Linked DNA regions of Drosophila melanogaster: region 2 is linked to region 1. Evidence: chromatin contacts called from public Hi-C data. All regions are on one chromosome and are shown on one strand. The core of a region is the stretch at or near the end of the contact, and the rest is flanking DNA. Distances in the headings are between cores, read along the strand shown. Region 1 holds the start of CG31296. Region 2 has its middle 36 kb from the start of AOX4.

What was found. Hi-C and Micro-C count contacts between places; a contact is called where the count stands out from the background.
Region 2: a Hi-C map of the Kc167 cell line shows a contact between it and region 1, with 1.8 times the contacts expected there. The contact joins the enhancer-like site here to the promoter of CG31296 in region 1. A contact is called at or near these places in 14 of 107 Hi-C or Micro-C datasets (the Clone 8 cell line, the Kc167 cell line, the ML-DmBG3-c2 cell line and 6 more) and 2 of 6 datasets of contacts at active chromatin or transcription factors (the Kc167 cell line and the S2 cell line).

Annotation. Positions count from the first base shown.
Region 1 is chr3R:15,530,111-15,533,496 of dm6, forward strand. CG31296 reads right to left here and starts at 1,363. Exons shown (of 3, transcript NM_001275679.1): 1 at 1,238-1,363; 2 at 782-1,182; 3 at 1-722. The coding sequence starts at 1,363. The coding sequence ends at 407. AOX1 (Aldehyde oxidase 1) reads right to left here. Exons shown (of 6, transcript NM_142218.2): 4 at 3,137-3,386; 5 at 2,458-3,078; 6 at 2,027-2,397. The coding sequence ends at 2,216.
Region 2 is chr3R:15,587,248-15,590,580 of dm6, forward strand. No RefSeq gene overlaps it. Among named protein-coding and RNA genes, the nearest start is that of AOX4, 36 kb to the left of the region's middle. Within about 2 kb of position 1,889, at least 17 of the 39 cell types and tissues checked have an H3K27ac peak or open chromatin away from gene starts, as enhancers often do. A contact at or near this core is called in cellular blastoderm embryo, embryo, larval brain and 2 more, where this site is marked.

The DNA of each region.
Region 1 (3,386 bases), core at 113-2,612:
AGGGAAGAGGCGACAGCGACAGCGACGAATGTCATTTGTATCTGTATCTGTCCCTGGCCTTGTATCTGCATCTCACAGATGCGGACGCTGATGCGGATGCGCGTGTGCCTCGCTAATGTTTTCATTTGCATGCGAAGGACATCAGCCCGGAAGCGTGTTTATATGCAAATGTGTCCTGTGATTATCGAGGCTGCTTTGAAATGTCTGCTCCTGCTGATGCTGATGCTGCTGTTGCTCCTCCTCTTTTATGACCACGTCTGGGTGTTAACTATTTGTTTTTGTGCGCTGATTTTGTTTGGGTATCCAGGGGCGTGTACTTATGTCTGGCCATCGGCACTCAAAAAAAACTCGAGAAACAAAAACTAATTTCTGCTGCGCGAATTTAAAAGTTTACTTAAAGCTTGGTCTATATGGCTGGCACATAAGCTTGTCGACCGATGGATAAATCGAGGGGTAACTGGAATACCCTTGCATTTAGCATTGGCTTATTGTTTTCGTAGTTTTCACCAACAGCACAAAGTGCTGAGTATGTGGGATCCAAGCGCTTGCAAGCAGCTCCTGGTCTCATAGACATCCGGTAGATGGGTCGCTCCACGAAGAGATCGGTGCTGAAGGCGCACAAGAAGACGAAGTTGTGGACGGAGTGCACGGTGAATCTCATAGCCGAACAGCCCACATGGGTGTTCCGATCTGCCATCAGTAGTAGGGCTTTTGCTATTCCACTGAAGATGCAATGATTAGCTGTTTGAACTATTAATTGGCTTATTAATATATATCTCACCTTTTCCCCAAAGTTGTCGGCATATAGACACCCATTTTAATGTTGACATAATCCGCATATCTGGTCCAATGCTGTATTATCCGCAACATGAGTTCTAGGTCCTCGTAGTCGTTCAAGTTACCCAAATAGTGGGTGGAACCTATATTGGTACCCACGTAATAGAACTCCTGTGAGTTCAGGCAAAACTTGTGCGTGGAGCACGTGATGACCGCCAGTCGGGCTAAGTCCTCCAGTTCCATTGAGTAACTCAATCGGGACATTCGTGCCGCCGCTGCCTTGAGATACTTTTGCTTCCCGCTCGCCGTATAATTGCGAAACTCATTGAAGGCAATTAGTAATAAATTCCTGTAGGTCGACATGGAAAGAGTTCTGGCATTCGGTGGACACATGACGCTGAATTTCTGAGCAAATACACAATTTCACGGATGTAGTTTCTTCAGATTGTACTCCACTCACCGATGGGTTATTACAGGCTAGGTTATTTGTACCGCAGTAAGGCAGCTGGCAAAAATCAACCAACTTGCTGCATCCAAAGGGAATGAAATTGAGCAGTGCTACGAATATGAACCCACTTAGTTCCATTTTCTAGTGAAGTCTGGAGGTTTTGCTAGGGGAAATTCGCCTATTTATTGCCTAGACAAAGTATGTATATTTAACTGTAATAACAGTTTCTTCTAGGAACATAAAAAGCTGCGGCTAATGTTTATAAACATATGATTTCTTGGGAAGTGAGAGAGCTTATATGTATAGCGCTACCTGGTTTAACTGTAGCAACCATACCTCGTTTGATATTATTAATTATAACTGGTATGCTATATCCCGAAACCACAGGGATCTTAAACTCCCCCAATTAAAGCTGCCACATTCATTATAAGTGTGTCAATTGAACAATGTCGTCAGGGATGTGCTCATTAAGGGCACAGCAGTTGGCGATATTTGAAAAATCCATTAGGTCCTTCTGCCACGACCGCAAGGCAACTGCTGCCCCCGCCTTCCTTTTCCGCGTCCACCCCGCCCTCGACCTTTTGGCCAGATCACACTTAACGCTTCGTGTGGCATAAAATTTCTATACAACAATTTATGTTAAAATTAATGAAGACCTCTTGGCGGGGTGTGTCCGCGTGTTGAGGTGTTAAGCATTAAGCAAGAGCCCGGAAAATGTAAATTCCGAATGCCTGGAGCTCTGGACAGGGGCTTCTGTTGACCCAGGCCGACGGCTGGCTGGCAATGAATGTCATTTGGATTAAGCGTTGGATAAGTTTTTAATTTATTGTGCAGACAACACAATGTCGGCTAGTCTAGAGTCGGCGGATCCGCCAGGTTAAGTGGGGGTGTAAGTGCAGGTTATCTTGGCGTGCTTATCGGAGCGTTCCCATCGTGGCCACGTGCCATGTCCCACGGTCAGGGATACGAGTCCACATTCTTCTTCTCCACCTAGTTCAGCTTGAACTGGCTGGGCTCGGTGCCCGAGTGGAGGACCAGGTGCTCGGGGGTCATCGGGGCGGTGAGGGTCACCCAAGACTTGGGCACGCCGGCGTCATCGCGAGCTGATTGCAGGGCCTGCTGCAGGGCAAAGGCGACTGCGATGGACAAACAGATGGCTGGCTCTCCGGTGGCTAAGGATAAAGAAGTCCCAGTTAGCTGGATTCACAACCATGCTGTAGATAGATACTCACCCTTGGATCTCATGAAGCCCGCCTTGTTGGGACTCTTGGGGAGCAGCTCGATGCGCAGATCAGTGGGTATGTCCTTAGCTCCTGGTGGCTTATACGTCCAGGTACGATTCGTGAGACACTCGCCCGTCTTCGGATCCGCAATCACTTGCTCGCTGGTCCAGTAGCCCAAGCCCATCATGAATGCACCCTCGATCTGGCCAATATCCACATTGGGATTCAGACTCTCACCAGTGTCCTCCAGGATGTCCACTCGGCCCACAATGTAGTTACCGGTGAGGACATCCAACTCCACCTCGGTGAGGCAGAGACCGCATACGGAGTACGGATCCATGTCGCCCTGCTTGCACTGATCGCTGGCGATCAGATTGATCTTGCGGTTGTAGGCCTCCTGGATGAGGTCCTGCCAATTCTCGGGCTTCACCTCCTCGCGCACGGGCTTCAATCGTTCATTTAGAGTCTCGCACGCCTTGCGGACTGCAAAGCAGAGGGTTTCACTGCCCACAGCCCCTCCAGTGACCATGGAGTTGGCTCCGTTGATGGTATCGCTGGCCTCGATGCGTACCTGTTCCATCGGAATGCCTAGGGTGTGGGCCGCCACCTGCGAGATCTTGGTGTTCATGCCTAGCAAAGAGATACAAAAGTTTAAGACCAGCTTCTTTACCCAAGGACCATCACTCACCTTGACCCATTTCAATGCCTCCATGGGAAACCACCACGGTGCCATCGCTGTGGTAGATAGCCACCGTAGCGGGGTATTGTCCGAAGTAACCGATCTGGTACTCCATGATACACAAACCCAATCCGCGCTTGTGCCAGCGGTTCTCCTTGTTGTGGGCTATAGCCTCCGCCTTCCGTTCCCTGTACTTGGTACTTTCCAGGAATCGCGGCATCATGTCGCCCATTTTATGGGCGGGTAGCAAATTGGCGAA
Region 2 (3,333 bases), core at 639-3,138, 58 kb after region 1:
TGGCGAATGCCCACACAGGGATCTTAATGAGCTGCTGATGAGGAACCATGGACGGAGCAGGGGATCGGGAACTGATGAGACAGCGACGGGATGTATCCTATCCAATTGCCTTGGGTCCGCTGACACATTTAAATATAAACACGAGACTTTCGGCCGCATCCAATTTCGCTGCATAGAACGACCTTGCAACGCGTCGAAACTGTTGCCACGCATCCGCCAGTTGACACTGCAAGGGCATAAAATTAGATGGCCTGGGAAATCAAGTGGCAGGCAACAGGCGCGACGCACACAGACATAAACACACTTGATGACGCCACGCGAAAGGAACACACGAACACATGTGCAACTGGAGCCTGCGTCGGAAAGGCATGAGATTTTACGCGCTTACACTCAGAGAAATCAGGTTGAAAATTTATAAAATGAACGCCGCATCGTTTAATCTCACTTCACAAGTGAATTGTATAAAAAAACATCTAAGAAATATCCAGCATTTGTTATGCATTTGATTTCCTCAGTGGTTGCTTGATTTTTTGGGTATAGTGTTGCACTCTCTCATTACGAAGTGACAACAGGCAACGACTTGTGATTAGTAGCGTGTCCTGGGGGAGTCCTAAGAACCATGAAAACAAACAGCACAGCTGCCGGGACACACACGGATTTGCCTTCATGTCCGGAGAACCGTAGAGCACATGGGCTGAGATTAAGTTGTTCGATTGCGGAGAAATCAAAGCAGCGGAACTAAAGCTTGGCCAGCATCCTTTTGTCGGGGCTGTGACCAGGCCATTGATAAAAATGTTGTAATAAAAGGACCCAAGGCGAACGGAAGACATGGCTACCTGGCCAGGACAAAGCCAGCTCCCTGTCCATGGCGAATCGCTGGCAGGATGTGAGGTCCTGCCCTCGGCAGATGCGGTGGCACATTTTGCATTGTGGCTGACAAAGGAAAATCAGCCAGGACGAAATGAAATACAAGTTCTCTCGTGATGTTCAAGCTCAATCGCTTTACAATCTGTAAGCTTGCGCTGCTGCCTTCCGATTAAGCCATTCAATTTCTTACCAAATCCAGCTGACGCCTTGAACCCTTTGGGCCCAAATCGATTGGCCATTCAAGTCGCACCATAAAACCAAATTATTCGCAATTCCACCGCAATTCTGCAATTGACGTCTTGCGGCCGCGAGCGGCAACAAGAATGATTATGGCTAAATCAACAGAGGACCAGTTCCACACATGAAACGGTAGCCCAAGCCACTGACAACTTCATCATAAGACAAACGCCCCACAAAACGAGCATTTCGGGGCACAGGGATCCTCGCCAGACGCTGCCTAATTGCCAACCGCGTAATCAAAAGGCAATGCAAGACTTTCCATACGAAATGCTCTTACAAGGGGTATAGCGAAAAGGAAATGAGCCATATCCAAAAATAGAAGTCTTACAAGATAATTGCTAATCTAAAAGTATAAATAGATTAACTGAAATATTACCATTCCGAAATATAATATTTTAAGAATATACAATATTCATTGCATTTTTAAATTCGTTACGATAGGAAATCATAAATGAACATAAAGGTCACTTATTTGATCCTCCAAATATTTCGTAATATTTTTCACTTTAATAGAGCATCCGAATTCCATATATTGTAGATCTCTTCGCGGTCTACCTTGTTATTTGTCTTTTGCAGTTAACTGGTCCTCGCTCATCCGCATGAACATCAGTGGCCCTGGGCCAATTTCGTGGTAAAATTCATTTGTTAACAATTTCGTTTCATTTCGTTTTGTTTTCGGTTTCGTTGCGTTTGGATTTGGGACTGGTTATGGGCTGGCCTGGGCTGGAGTGGAATGGTACGGTATGGTATGGTGGGGGAATGGGTTCGTTCTTATATGGTGGCTGTTGGTTGTTGGCGCGGCGCCTAATTACAGGGTGCCTGTGGTTCGGTTCCCGGGGTGCCGTGTTCGTGTGTCCTGGCTGCTGCATGTAAAACTCGCCGAATTAAGACATCAACTTTAATGAGCAACACTAACGCAGTAATTGCAGGCCGTTGTGGGCGTGGTCGGTACAGTTTTGCTGGCTGCTTTGGTTTCCCCCTGTGACGATCGTGTTTTCATTCTTTCTTCGGAGTCCCTGTCTTTTTTTGGGTTTAAAGTTCCGGCAGGTGGGCCATCGGTCGGTGGACTACCTTCACTTTTTTCGGTGGCTCCTAATTTTGGGTAGAACCCGATCTGCACCGGAGCAGCTGCCCTGAAGAAGTAGCGCACCAGAAAACGCCTCTCATTTTTCAACTCTGATCAGCGAAGGTTGCCATCTAATTAAGTAAATTGTCCGTTTTACATATGTTTCCTGGTGCCACTAATTTTTATGACTTTTTAATCGAAAACAATAAAAATAATGTTGGCCAAGAGCGCTGTATATTTGGTATGCTACAGCCGCATTTATGATAACTTTACGCTTGGCTAAATCGAATTTAATTTTTAGTCATTCATTCCTTTGTTAGTGGCGATAGTAGGTGAAGGTATTTTAGGGAAAGCCATCTGGCAGGAGCAGGTGAAGGGTTCTTCGAGGGAGGTCTTAATCAAGAGCCACAAAGGACTCAATAAAGGACATGCAAATAAGGTGGAGCAGATAAGAATATAAAGAATCAGGAATTTTACGCATGCAAGCGATGGATTATAATTTAATTCAGTACAATAATGTTTAAAGTAATTCCGCAGTTATTTGTTAAGCACCCGCCATATTAATAGAATCATTCCCATTCCAATACACTCACTCATATATCTCAATCGAGTCGTTAATCAATTCTCTTGCATCGAAATGCGAAACAAAAACATTCCAAATTCAATTGCAAATTATGCATTTATTATTAACAATTGTTGTCTGATTGCCCGTCGAACAGGGAGCCTCGGAGCCCATGGACCACCGACCCACCACCCAGTCATTACCATCAATTTCCAGCCCCAAGGGCAGTGGACAAGTTCGGGTTTTGGCACATGGGTCATTTGTGTGCATTTGTTTTCAGGGTGTCCCCGGCAGGATCCTGCTGGCCAGGACATTGCTTATCCTGCCCGGCAGCCGTTGATTTTTCCCAGCTTCCTCCGCAGCTCGCAATACACTCAAAATGTGATCTGATCAAATTAAATAATAAACTAAACATTATTTATGGAAATATTTGTAAGCGAAATTTTTTAAAAATATAAGTTTTTAGGCTATAAATCTGTTTGAACTATCATCTTAAAGTGGTATCCTCAACGATTATGTGCTACTCTATCGAATGAGGGGCTCCACTGTTAATTATTCTATATTTACATACATCCACATATTGTTGGCATGGCTCTCC